2 separate regions of the Macaca mulatta genome follow, and region 1 is linked to region 2. Evidence: chromatin contacts called from public Hi-C data. All regions are on one chromosome and are shown on one strand. Each heading gives the region's core, a stretch centred on a gene start, on an enhancer-like site or on the middle of the called end of the contact. The rest is flanking DNA. Distances are from core to core; before and after follow the strand shown.

Region 1 (5,937 bases), core at 2,578-5,077, 41 kb after region 2:
GGCCCACAACTTGCTCTGTTATGGCTAGTTAGGAGCCCTGGGTAAAGAGCAGTGGAAAAGGAGATTAGAAAGGTAAAGGAGCACACAAGAGTGAGACCTGAAGGAGTGGCAGAGGCAGAGTGGAGGAAAGGCAGGATGAATGCATAGGCAGAACATGGGGGTTACATGAGAAGATAATAAGACTGGAAGATTTGAGGTATTAAATAATTCTGCACTTAGAATTTGTCATCTGCAGTTTGCTTATTAGAATATACATGCCCAAAGATGTACGTATGTGTGTATGATAAAGTTCCCTTTATCCATTAGAGATAATCTGTGTAAATGGTTTTTCTTGTATTTTGTAAATGGTTTCTCTGTTCCTTCTTTGAACACATTTCTTCAACTATGAAAAAGAAATGCTTACTGAAGGGCAAGGTACAGTGCAAGAAGAGAATCAATCAATCAATCAATGGATTTAACCCTTAAGACGTTATAATGTAAGTACAGGAATAAGAAATAAAATAAAATACAAGTCTGAAGTATTGTTAATAAGTACATCGTGCCAAGGGGTTCAAAAAGAGAAGGATTTGATCTGCTTTGGGGAAATTAGCTGATAAAACCTCGGAGGGCTTGTGTTTAACCCTTACATATTTAGAAGGCACTACTCTGAAAGGAGTATTGACAATAACGGGGAGGGACTAGTCTGTAGTGGCAGCAATCAGAAAAACTGTTGTGCTTACCTCTCTAGTAAAGGTTGATAATCAAAATAAAAGTTAGAAGGAAGTCAAGACTGACAAACTCGAATGCAGTCTCAGAAGTATCCAGACACGTTGTTTGCCAGGAAACTTAGTACTGATCATAAATCTCGTAAGTTGACCTGAAAATCAGGCTTTGCTACATCAGGAACATGAACACGGTTTTCTCTCCTTAAAAACAAGTGAAATGGTATCCTCTCTACTAAGTTGGCTTTTGCCTTTGTTAGTTAAAATTACAAGCAATATCCTAAAACCTACTGTCTTTTAGTAAGTGATTTTAGGCATTTTATCTAAAAGGGGAGAAGTATAACCCAACAGAGCAGAATTAGTAGGTATTATCTTTGGTTCTCCTAAAATTCACAATGTTTGAGCAGCCTGAGCTAATCACTACATCTCATTATGCAGAGAGAGTTTAGATAGTTGCTTGACAGCTGTCAATACAGAACGCATTGATGACCCATAATCTACAGGGAACTGTGTTAAATTCCAGCGTCCAGCCGGGTGTGTGGTACATGGTAGGTGAAACCTACCGAATAAAGCATGAATTCTCATTAAAGTGTAGACAAAGTTATCCTTTTCCATTTTTTCACAAACTTGTCTCAAGTACCCTTACTAAATAAAGAGTACATTTTTGCTGCAAATACATTTTTGCTGCAAGAAAGACATTTTGACTCCTTGGGGGAGAACTCTCAATTCAATCTGGTTTTTATAAAGATGACATGAGAAGGAAATGTAAGCAAATCTCAAAATTAAAGTAGGGGAATGGGACAGCATTATCTATACGGTTTCAAAGGCTTCTTAGAAAGATTCCTGACAGAACCACAGTTCTAGCTTTCACCCTATCCCCTCTACTGATGTGCAACAAAATCAAACACAGGTAGAACAATTTGTTACAAAGTTACCCAACTAAGTCCCAGAAAAATTATACGATTGAGAATATCTTCACTACTAGTTCTTTTTAGGAATAACAAATTCAAACTGATCCTACATAGTTTTTATCTTTTTTTTTTTTTTTTAATTTTTTGTTTGAAATGGAGTCTCATTCTGCTGCCCAGGCTGAACTGGAGTGGCCTGGTATCAGCTCACAGGAACCTCTGCCCCCTGGGTTCAAGTGATTCTCCTGCCTCAGCCACCCCAAATAGCTGGGACTTCGGGCGCACGCCACCATGCCTGGCTATTTTTTGTATTTTTAGTAGAGATAGGAGTTCACCATGTTTGCCAGGCTGGTCTCGAACTCCTGACCTCAAGTGATCTGCCCACCCAGGCCTCTTAAAGAACTGGGATTACAGGAGTGAGCCACCATGCCCGGCAGTTTTTATCTTCTTAATGAAGAGAATATTCCTCCTTCACAACCGACCTACACACTCTATCCACATGTACAACAGAATATCCGTATACATTTCTCACTGATAATAGTGAAATTCCCTACTGACAGGGAATGAAGGGAAAAAAAAATCATCTCCTATTTCAAACTGGTACATTCACAATTCTAGATTAAGCTACAATAAAGCTCCAACATGAATTTTTTTTTTCTTTCAGCTCAGAAAGGTCTTATTTGAATTATGTTCAGAAAAGGGGACGGGAAAGGTACTCCCACGACTGTTAATAGACTAGAATCTTCCACTTTCTCCAAGAAGGGATGCGTAAGCAGAAAAATCACAAAGTTCTAACTAAGCACTGAAAAGCTATGGTGTGGGATTTCTAAAACAATTATCAAAGTTGCCTCTAGGACTTCCTGGTTCTTCTCCCAGCCACTTATCAAGTTCAATGTACTCCGCTACTTGAAAACTCATACAGGGAACAAATGGCTCGTATGGATAATTCACTGCTGAGAAACTGTGTATCCGCGGCAAGCATGGCAAGAGCGCTCTTCCAGAGAACTCCATTCAGAGCTGCACTCTCACACACTCCTTCGCCCAGCCCTGTTTTATTTTCTTCAAACACGTTTCATTAAAAACAATAAATAATAATTTTAAAAAAACCCTTTTTTTTTTTTTGACGGGGTCTCGCTCGGTTGCCCAGGCTGGAGAGCAGTGAAGCGATCTCGGCTCACTGCAACCTCCGCCTTCCAGGTTCAAGCAATCCTCCCACCTCCGCCTCCTGAGTAGCTGGGATTACAGGCGCGCACCACCACGCCCGGCTAATTTTTGTATTGTTAGCAGAGACGGGGTTTCACCATGTTGCTCAGGCTGGTCTCGAACTCCTGACCTCGTGATCCACCCGCCTGGGCCTCCCAAAGTGCTGGGATTACAGGCGTGAGCCACCCAGCCGGGCCTCACAATGCCTTTCTTATTCATCACTCACTACACTCCCTCCTAACTGTACATTCTGAGAGCGCGCGGACCTTTCCATCTGTATCTCCAGCGCTCGGCGCTCAAAAAATGTACTGAATAAATGAAACCGTGAGCCCTCATCAAAGTCTGGACCAAAGAGTCCCTCTTCTGTTTCTTACAAACTTCTGTCTCCTAAACACTCTTCTTCAACTAGTAGCAGAATTTTGCCTCCAAAAAAACAAAAACAAAAACAAAAAAACAACACATCTTGACCTCTTGAAGAAAACTCCCGATCTAATCTTGTTCAGAAAAGGGGACGGGAAAGGAGAAAGGCTTAAGAGAATACTGTAGAGGAAAGCCCGGGAGGAGAATTAACGTGAGCCTGAACAGGCTGAGTTAGGTTACGCCAAGGTGGGAAAAGGCTGGGCGAGGGAGGCAGGGAAGCCTGGAACCCTGGGGACCGCGGTCTCCCTGGTGAAGCCAGAGTCTACACTCCCAGAGAGGCCCACCCCGACGAGACGGCCTGGGGAGGTTAGGAGCTCCCCCGGGAGGATGAAGCCGCAGCCCCCGCCCGGCCCGGGAGAGCGCGGCGGGCTGCGCTTTGGAAAGGCCGCGGAGCGCCGGGCCCTGCAGGCCGCCCGGGGACTCACTCACCTGGCCCACTTGCTCCGTGGCATCGGCCAGGATGCCATAATTGCGGTAAAGCTCCTCTACCGTCGGCATGGTGAGCGACAAGCCCAGGGCCCGCTTCCGCTATCCTAGTCCTCACCGGCGCCACCGCCGCCTCGGAACTTCTCCAACCCCACTACCTGCACTATTACACCTCCAGCTGCCGCCAGTGCCGCCGCCAGTCACCGCTCACAGCGCGGCTCCGCCCCCGACGTCTACGTAAAGACGCGCACGTCGGGAGCGGCCTTCAGTAGACTCCAATGCGCCTCCGCGATTTTTGTCGCCCTCTAGAGCTTGGAGGAGCAAAAAGCGGCAAGGATGATTGGATTATCTCACGCCTTTTTGAAAGCTTGAACCTGACTGGAGGCTCTCGATGGGAGGGGTGGGGGTGGGCGGGGAGATTAATACAAAGATAATCGCGTTTCTGCCCTTAGAGGATCTTACATATGAGAAGTCACAAACGGTTTCCTCCTGATTCAAGGAAGGTAATATTAATCAGTGGCAATAGAGGGTAGTGGGTCCGGTGGGAAGCAAAAAGCATTCCTATGCCATTTAAAAACCCTCTGTGTCCACCACGCTAATCAAGTGTGGGGTCAAATTCGGCCTGCTGGAAGAATTTGCATATCTTTGCTGCCAGTGTAAAGAATTGGGGCCACCTGATTATGTATAGTATCCAAGAGAGTAATAAATAAATGAAATCACGTACGCTTACTGATAAGAATTTCTAAGATACAAGTTTAGATGAAATTTTATATATATATTATATAATTATCATGTCTATATATAGCTGGGCGCTGTGGTTCGCACCTGTAATCCCAGCACTTTGGAAAGCTGAGGTGGGTGGATCACTTGAGGTCAAGAGTTCAAGATCAGCCTGGCCAACATGGTGAAACCTGGTGTCTACTAAAAATACAAAAATTAGCCAGGCATGGTGGCACGCACCTGTAGTCCCAGCTACTTGGGAGACTGAGGCAGGAGAATTATTTGAACCTAGGAGGCAGAGGTTGCAGTGAGCCCAGATCATGCCACTGCACTCCAGCCTGGGCCACAGAGCAAAACTCTATCTCAGAAAAAGAAAAAAAAGTTAAAAAGCAGGTATAAGATGATCCCATTAGGTAAAACATACAAAGCATACAAAACAAAGTTATGTGTGTATGTGTAAAAGGATGTTAAAGGATGTTAAAATTTCAAGATTGAAACATCAAACTCTAATACACTGTAAATTTCAAAGCCAGATCCACTTGTACAGAATATACACAGGAAATGATTACAAAAGAACTCACTGGCTCTTGTACTTCTCAGTTAGATTGAGGATAAATTTCCAACCCTAAAAAGGATTAGAGCTGAGTGTGATAGCCAACAGTCCCAGCTATGTGGGAAGCTAAGTGAGGAGAATCACTTGGGCCCAGGAGTTCAAGTCCAGCCTGGGCAACATAACAAGACCCCTGTCTAAAAATAAGAAATCAAGTGTAAAATTCAATGTTAAAAAAATTACAATTTGGACTTTCATGGAGAAACAGAAAAAGAATTAGGGAATGAAATGAGAGCAATTGGTGATAAGATTTTTTTATTTTTATGTTTTAGAGAAAGATGTTCTTGTGAGTACATTGAGGGCAATTTCTATCCCCTTCCCTCAAGCGTGGGGCCATTTTGAGGAGCCTGAAATATGGTCCCAGGTGGTTGAGAGACACAAAGGACTGGACATGCCTGATAAGCTCAGGTTACCCGTGGCTGCAGAGTGGAGGTGGCCATGTTGGGATCTACTGTGTTCTCAGATTTTGCTGGAGCGAGGGGATGGGAGTGATTCCCTTATAGCAGAGATGAGTCCTATAAAAGAGGAAGAGATTCTGGATTCATTTTGAGTCCTTCTGCCTGAGAGTAAGAACGCCCACACGGCAAGAGTCAATGGCAGCAGAAAGAGAGTGGTGACTGCGAGCAGCACATCAACACCTCACGGGGTCACCGTTGGGAGTGGCCTCTAAAGGCCCTTGGAGTGGCCACAGGACAGACCTGGTCTCTATCAGACCAGAGAGAGCCTATGGTACTGCACCGTCCAGACCTTTGCGAGGTTCTACTCTTCCTTTCTTCTCATGTTCCCCTCTCGGTGCATTTGCGCAGGAGGGGTCAGAAGCTGCCCACCAAACTGAGTGGAGGATATAGAGAAGAAAGGCAAGATGGGGAGCAACCTCAGCTGGAGAAGAGAACAAGATCTGGTTGGAAATTAAGTTTGGATTCACATGTTGAAATGGATGTTTTAATTT
Region 2 (6,290 bases), core at 1,052-3,551:
GACCTAAATTGAGAGTTTGGATTCTACCTATATACAAATTACTGCCAGGAAGGGAAGCACGGGTCATGCACAATCAGCTATCAGAGTGGAACTCAGCAGCTCACCACAGCACCCAACTCCTTTACTTTATTCAGATGTGGCACCTTTTCTTCAGATTAAATCCAACTTTCATCCCCTGGTCTCTTATTGTTACACTGTAGACACCAACCTTATTTCTTCTGGCATAAAATATTGCGGCTGCCTGAACATAACACTATAAATGTTATGTATAGCAAAGAATTGGAAAATTCAATGAAAAGGATCACTTAAAAAGTCATGTAATAAAGAAATCTAACTTTTTAAAATTTAAGCCTAATTACTTAGTGCAGGAGTGACTTGGCAGAGATCCAAAAGATTCTTCAGATGTCCCCCTCTACTCTGAGGCAATTTCCAGTAACCCCTGCTTTCGCCCATTAATACATATGTATCCAAAGTGCAAAAAGAAGGAATTTGTTAAAAAAAAAAAAAAAAAAAAAGACTCTACTTTCCCACTGCAATGTTAAGCATATACATAAAACATTGCCACCAGCTTTCACTTTTTAGATGGGCTACTTTTTCAGCTGGGCGGTAGGACACCAAAATGGGAAGAAGTCAATGTCATAGAGTATAAATAGTTGTGGCCAAAAACAATATTGCAGAAGAGCCAACAGGAGAAAGGCTCCCCAAATTGCAGCAGGAGTGACTTAATTCCACGTCTCCCTTCATAAAGACCTCACGGAAAACCACCATCAGGAAACAAAGAAGGGTGGAAGCAACCAGCACTCACATATGGACTTACAGTGTTTTCTTGGGTTTCTGAAACACATACACATATATTTAAACTCTCAGCTAGTATGACAATGAAAATGAAACTGTTCTTTATGTATGTCACATAGAAAATGTTACCCAATAGGAAGACGGTCTTTTCTCAGATATGCTGAAAAACACTCATGAACACCTAGGCGGATTTTTAATTATATTTAATTTACTTATTATATTTGAGATAGAATTTGCCATTACATTACACAGCAAATCTAAAGGTAAACCTCACCTTAAACGTTGCAATGTGCTCCTATCATGATTCATTACACACAACCCAAAGGACCAGTAATTTCCCACCACACTAGTTAAAACGTTTTAGATCAGTGGGCTACACTGCATGCGGCACACAATTCACTTTCTGTATGTTTGCTAGACACTTCAAGATTGTTCTCCAGTGTTCGAAGTCAGTAAGTTTACCAAGATGCTGTAGCGGAACACACACGTACACACTCCTTAGGCATCAGCAGCATTTACAAAATGCAGGCAATCATAAAGTTATATAAGAAAAGCAGTCTCGCCTCTGAGGAATTAGTTCAGGCATACAAGAATCCAGGAAATCGCATATCCTCTATGCGAGGCTGGGTCACAGGAACTAGGTAAAGAAACAAAGCAAAGTACACTGGGAAACGAGGGCAGTAACAGCTGAAAAGATGCAGGCAACGCCACCAGCGGCATCTTCAAGCATTCTTTGGGAAGGGGAGTGTTTCTATACTGTTTCTAATGAGCCACTGCTGACCTAAGTAACGGTACAAGCTGAAACCAACACAGCCAGAAACGAAATCCACCATGTGGTAGACGAGACTAGGGGAGCAGCATGAATGGTCCACAGGCTAGGGGTGCAGAAGCTGTCACACACCCTGGGACTCGCGCACACCCTGGCGCTGCCACCTGCTTTCTATTTCCTCGGGGAGGGCCGGTGACGCGTGAGCCCGAGAAGCACCAAAGGCAGGAATCCTGAAATCTGTGATTTCTAAACCCCGAGCCAAAAAACGGTCCGTAGGGCCCGTCCCCCGCAGCTGGGCGACTCTTCCCCACGCGGCGCGCGACCCGCGAGGTGGAAGGGTGAGAACTTCCAGGCGGCCAAACGAGGACCAGGAGACAAGTGGGGAGCGGGAAGTGCCTAGTCCGAATGCAGGGAGGCCGGGGTCGCGGTGCCACCACAGTGTGAAGGTAGGCTGGGGGCGGGGCCGCGCGGAGCCCAACAGCCAGGGGCCAAGCAGGGGAATCCCCCCGGGGCGAGGGCGGGCACGGGCGAAGAGGGACGCCCCGGCCGCTACCTGCTGCTGGATCTTCCCGTCCTCCGTGACGACCCAGTGCGTGGTGGCGAAGGCCCCTCGTGCCGCCACACTCAGCAAGGTTGAAAGGCTGAGGAGCCAGCCTGGGCCGGAGCAAGGCGGCAGCTCGTACCGGCCACGGACCCCTACTGCCACCGCCATCTTGCCCCCCCGGCCGGGCCACTCACACCGGAAGCGGAAGCTAGTCTCCGGCGCCTGCCATCTTGGAAAGGTCGGCGCTGGAGGAGGAGCAGGAGGAGGAGTCGAGAGGCGTCGCTCGCTGATTATCAGGTTTCCTCCTCCTGGGTTTGGGCGGCCAGGAAGCGCGACATTCGGCTCTTCTCCCAGCTTGGCTTCAGGGATGGAGACCACTTTTTAGTTATTGTTTTTCTGTGGGTGGTTCGATCTCGGAGCGTGGGAACCGGAAGGAGAGAAAAGCAGTGGCTTAGGTGGAGCTTAAGCAGAAGTGAGAGGAGTCAGTTTTGTTGTTTTTTAAATCTTTGATTTTTCATTTTATTTCTGGTAAATAGTTGGGGAACAAAAGGTGTGCTTTCGAACCACCTATGGGAAGAGAGGTGTTGCTTTTCTTCTTAAAGTCTCACAATACTGGAAGCTTCAGAATGGAGACGGTTGTTAGTCTAGCGCACCGCTGTCCGGTAATGCGAGCCACGTGTGCAATGTAAAATATAGAGGGAAGTAATCCTACTAGTACATTTTATTTAGCTCAAAATACACAAAATATAAATTCAATGTGGTCGGTACACATCATTGAGGTAGTTTCCTTTTTTTTTTTTTTTCCACTAAGTGTTGGAAATCGGTATTTTACACTGACAGCTTATCTAGTCATAGATAGCCGCATGTGCCTACAGTACTGGTCAGCACACGTCTAAGCTAGAGGTCTAGGTCTGGAGACCAGAAGCATTGGCATCACCTGGGAGCTTTTAGACATGCACATTATCGGCTCCTCTCCCTCTCCCCTGCGACCTGCCGAATCAGACTACATTTTAGCAACAGCCTCAGGTGACTGGTATACATATTAAAGTTTGAGACCCACTTCCCTCTAGTGAACCAGCAGGCAGGCAGATGACAAGCTTGGCTGCCAGCTTCTTGCTAGATAGGTCATTTTAGGTCTTTCAAGATTGTCCTCTGTGTTTGTTATTTAAGATTGGTATGCTTTTGGTTTTCTCCTTGGGAAAAGAAGGATGAAAATATTGTTTAACCGCTTCCCTACACAAGTGTATGCGGGAGAGCAATTGCTAAGTGTTTAAATACCACACTATAGAAATATAGAAACAACCACAGCATTGGTTTTTTCATGTTGTTGTTTTTTCTTCATTCCAGGAACAGCTTTACTTAAAGACCTGAAGACTGAACATTCATTTCATTAAAAATATATGGCTTATTTGCTTTTTGCCTGGTACTCTGATAGTCTCTGGGTTTGGAAATGTCACCATTGAGCAGTGTGCAATATAGTGAGATATTATTGGCAGGCTAACAATTAAAATACAGGATAATGGGGGTGTATGAAGGCATATGTACAGGAGAGAGCAACCAACCAGGTGAAAAAAGGCTTGGAGCTCAGGTACTGGTTCAGGCAGAATAATAAGTGAAAAGGTGAAGTCAGCCGGGCTCGGTGGCTCACGCCTGTAATCCCAGCAGTTTGGGAGGCCGAGGTGGGTGGATCACGAGGTCAGGAGTTCGACCTGGCCAAGATGGTGAAACCCCGTCTCTACTAAAAATACAAAAATTAGCCGGGCGTGGTGGTGGGCGCCTGTAATCCCAACTACTCAGGAGGCTGAGGCAGAGAATTGCTTGAACACTAGGAGGAGGGGATTGCAGTGAGCGGAGATCACACCACTGCACTCCAGCCTGGGAAACAGAGCGAGAATCCGTCTCAAGAAAAGAAAAGGTGAAGTCAGTGGCATGTTGTAAGAATTTCTTTCTTAGAGTTTAGACATAGGCAACAGGGAGTGTTTCAGAATTTTATTTTATTGTTTGTTTATTTTTTTGAGACGGAGTCTCGCTCTGTCGCCCAGGCTGGAGTGCTGGAGTGCAGTGGCACGATCTTGGTTCACTGCAAGCTCCGCCTCCCGGGTTCACGCCATTCTCCTGCCTCAGCCTCCCGAGTAGCTGGGACTACAGGCGCCCGCCGCTACGCCCGGCTAATTGTTTGTATTTTTTAGTAGAGACGGGGTTTCACTGTGTTAGCCAGGATGGTCTCGATCTCCTGACCTCGTGATCCGCCGCCCTCCTTGGCCTCCCAGAGTGCTGGGATTACAGGCGTGAGCCACCGCGCCCAGCCTCAGAATTTTAAAATAGAGAAGTGGCAAATGATGGAATCCCTTTGGTCTCAGCATCTTACTTTGGGGGCATAGAGGTCAACCCTCTTTCTTGTGTATAAAGCTGACATCATCATCATCATCTAACATTTCTTGAGTGTTTAATACATGCTGGGTCCTGTACATGCATAGTTCCTATTAATCATCACAACTTACCGAGCTCTGGCTAGTTAAGTAAGTTGGCCAAGATCGTATTGCTAAGTGGTAGAGCTCAGGTTTGGACTCAGAGCCACCTGACTCTAGATCTGAGAACCTGAAAATGAATGAAGGATAGTGAGGAATTTGAGAAAGTCCCCAGCATCACATATTTTGCTATCAGTAATTTCGTCGACCTTCACAAGTTAACCTCTAACGGGGTGGAATTACAGCTTCTATAGCTTTATTATACCACCTACCTATTTTCTGTAGATAACTCTTATCTTTTGAGATCCTGTATTAGTTTTCTAATGCTGTGTAACAATTGCCACAAACTTAGCTTAACACATTATCTGACAGTTTCCTTGGGGCAAGAGTCTTCTGGTGTGGTGTGACTGAGTTCTCTGCTCAGTGTCACAAGGCTCATATTAAGGCTTCAATCTCATCTAAGGCTTGGGGGTCCTCAGTCAAGCTCATTCTTCAAGTCCATGGCAGAATTCAATGTATTGCGAATGTAGGACTGAGGGCTCCATTTTGTTACTGGCTGCTGATTGTGGCCATTAACAAACACTGAGGCTACCCACAATTTTCTGCCATGTGGCTCTCACAATGGCAGTTATTCCTTGAAGGCAAGCAGGAGAATATTTCCACTGCTGAAATCTCTTGAATTCCTCTATCTCTAAGCCCAGACTTAAAGGGCTCATGTGAGTTGATAAGGTCTATCTGAATAATATCCCTTTTTATTAACCTCAGATCAACTGGTTAGTAACTTTAATGCCGTCTGCAAAAATTTTGTTTGCCATATAACATTATCTTAGTCCATTTTGCATTGTTATAACAGAATACCTAAAGCTGGGCAATTTATAAAGAAAAGAGGTTTAATTGGCTTATGATTCTGGTGGCTGAAAAGTCCAAGATTGGGCAGCTGCATCTGGTAAGGGCCTCACACTGCTTCCACTTAGGGAGGAAAGCAGAAGGGGAGTGGGTGTGCATAGAGATCACATGTTAAGAGAAGCAGCAAGAGAGAGAAATCAAGAAAGCCAAACTCTTTAACAACCCACGCTCATGAGAACTAATTCATTCCTGAGACAGCAAGAACTCACCCCTGCACCCTGCCCCACCGTGAGGGCATTAATCTGTTCATGACAGATCCACCCCCAGAAACCTCCCCATCTCCCAACAGTGCCACATTGGGTACCAAATTTCAACATGGGTTTTGGTGGGCCCTAAGCACATCCAAACCTATAATCACAGGAGTGATATCGTATTCATGTTTTCCCCACACAGTCAAGTTAGGAAATTTCCCCCTTTTCTACTCTATTAAGGTGAAATAGACAAAAACTGTATATATTTAGTGTACAACATGATGTTTTAATATATGTAGGGGAGATTTTATGAGGTTAAGGACCATTGGGGATCATCTTAGAATTTTGCCTACCACAGATCCTGACTGCCAAGTACCATTCTTCTAGTCTTTCACTGAACTGTTTTAAGTATCACAGACTAATTTAGACATACTTTTGCTCCTGTTCCCTGCCTAAAATCCTTTCCTCATGCTGCTTTCTCAAATCTATTTAAGATACAGTTGAAATCCTAGCCTGCAAAAATGTCTGTCAACTTGTTTGCTGCCTCTGAATTCTGTAGCAGTAACATGACAATACTATGCTGCTGTGTGATATTATTTTATAAACTTTGAACACCC

Evidence for each region. Hi-C and Micro-C count contacts between places; a contact is called where the count stands out from the background.
Region 1: a Hi-C map of CD4 T cells shows a contact between it and region 2, with 2.8 times the contacts expected there. The contact joins the promoter of API5 here to the promoter of TTC17 in region 2. A contact is called at or near these places in 2 of 14 Hi-C or Micro-C datasets (CD4 T cells and liver).

The regions. Positions count from the first base shown.
Region 1 is chr14:22,256,411-22,262,347 of T2T-MMU8v2.0, forward strand. It overlaps API5 (apoptosis inhibitor 5), which reads right to left and starts at 3,828. Exons shown (of 14, transcript NM_001257933.1): 1 at 3,662-3,828. The coding sequence starts at 3,730.
Region 2 is chr14:22,217,103-22,223,392 of T2T-MMU8v2.0, forward strand. It overlaps TTC17 (tetratricopeptide repeat domain 17), which reads right to left and starts at 2,302. Exons shown (of 24, transcript XM_015114425.3): 1 at 2,118-2,302. The coding sequence starts at 2,276. It overlaps LOC106993251 (a long non-coding RNA gene), which reads left to right and starts at 1,746. Exons shown (of 3, transcript XR_003722563.2): 1 at 1,746-2,010.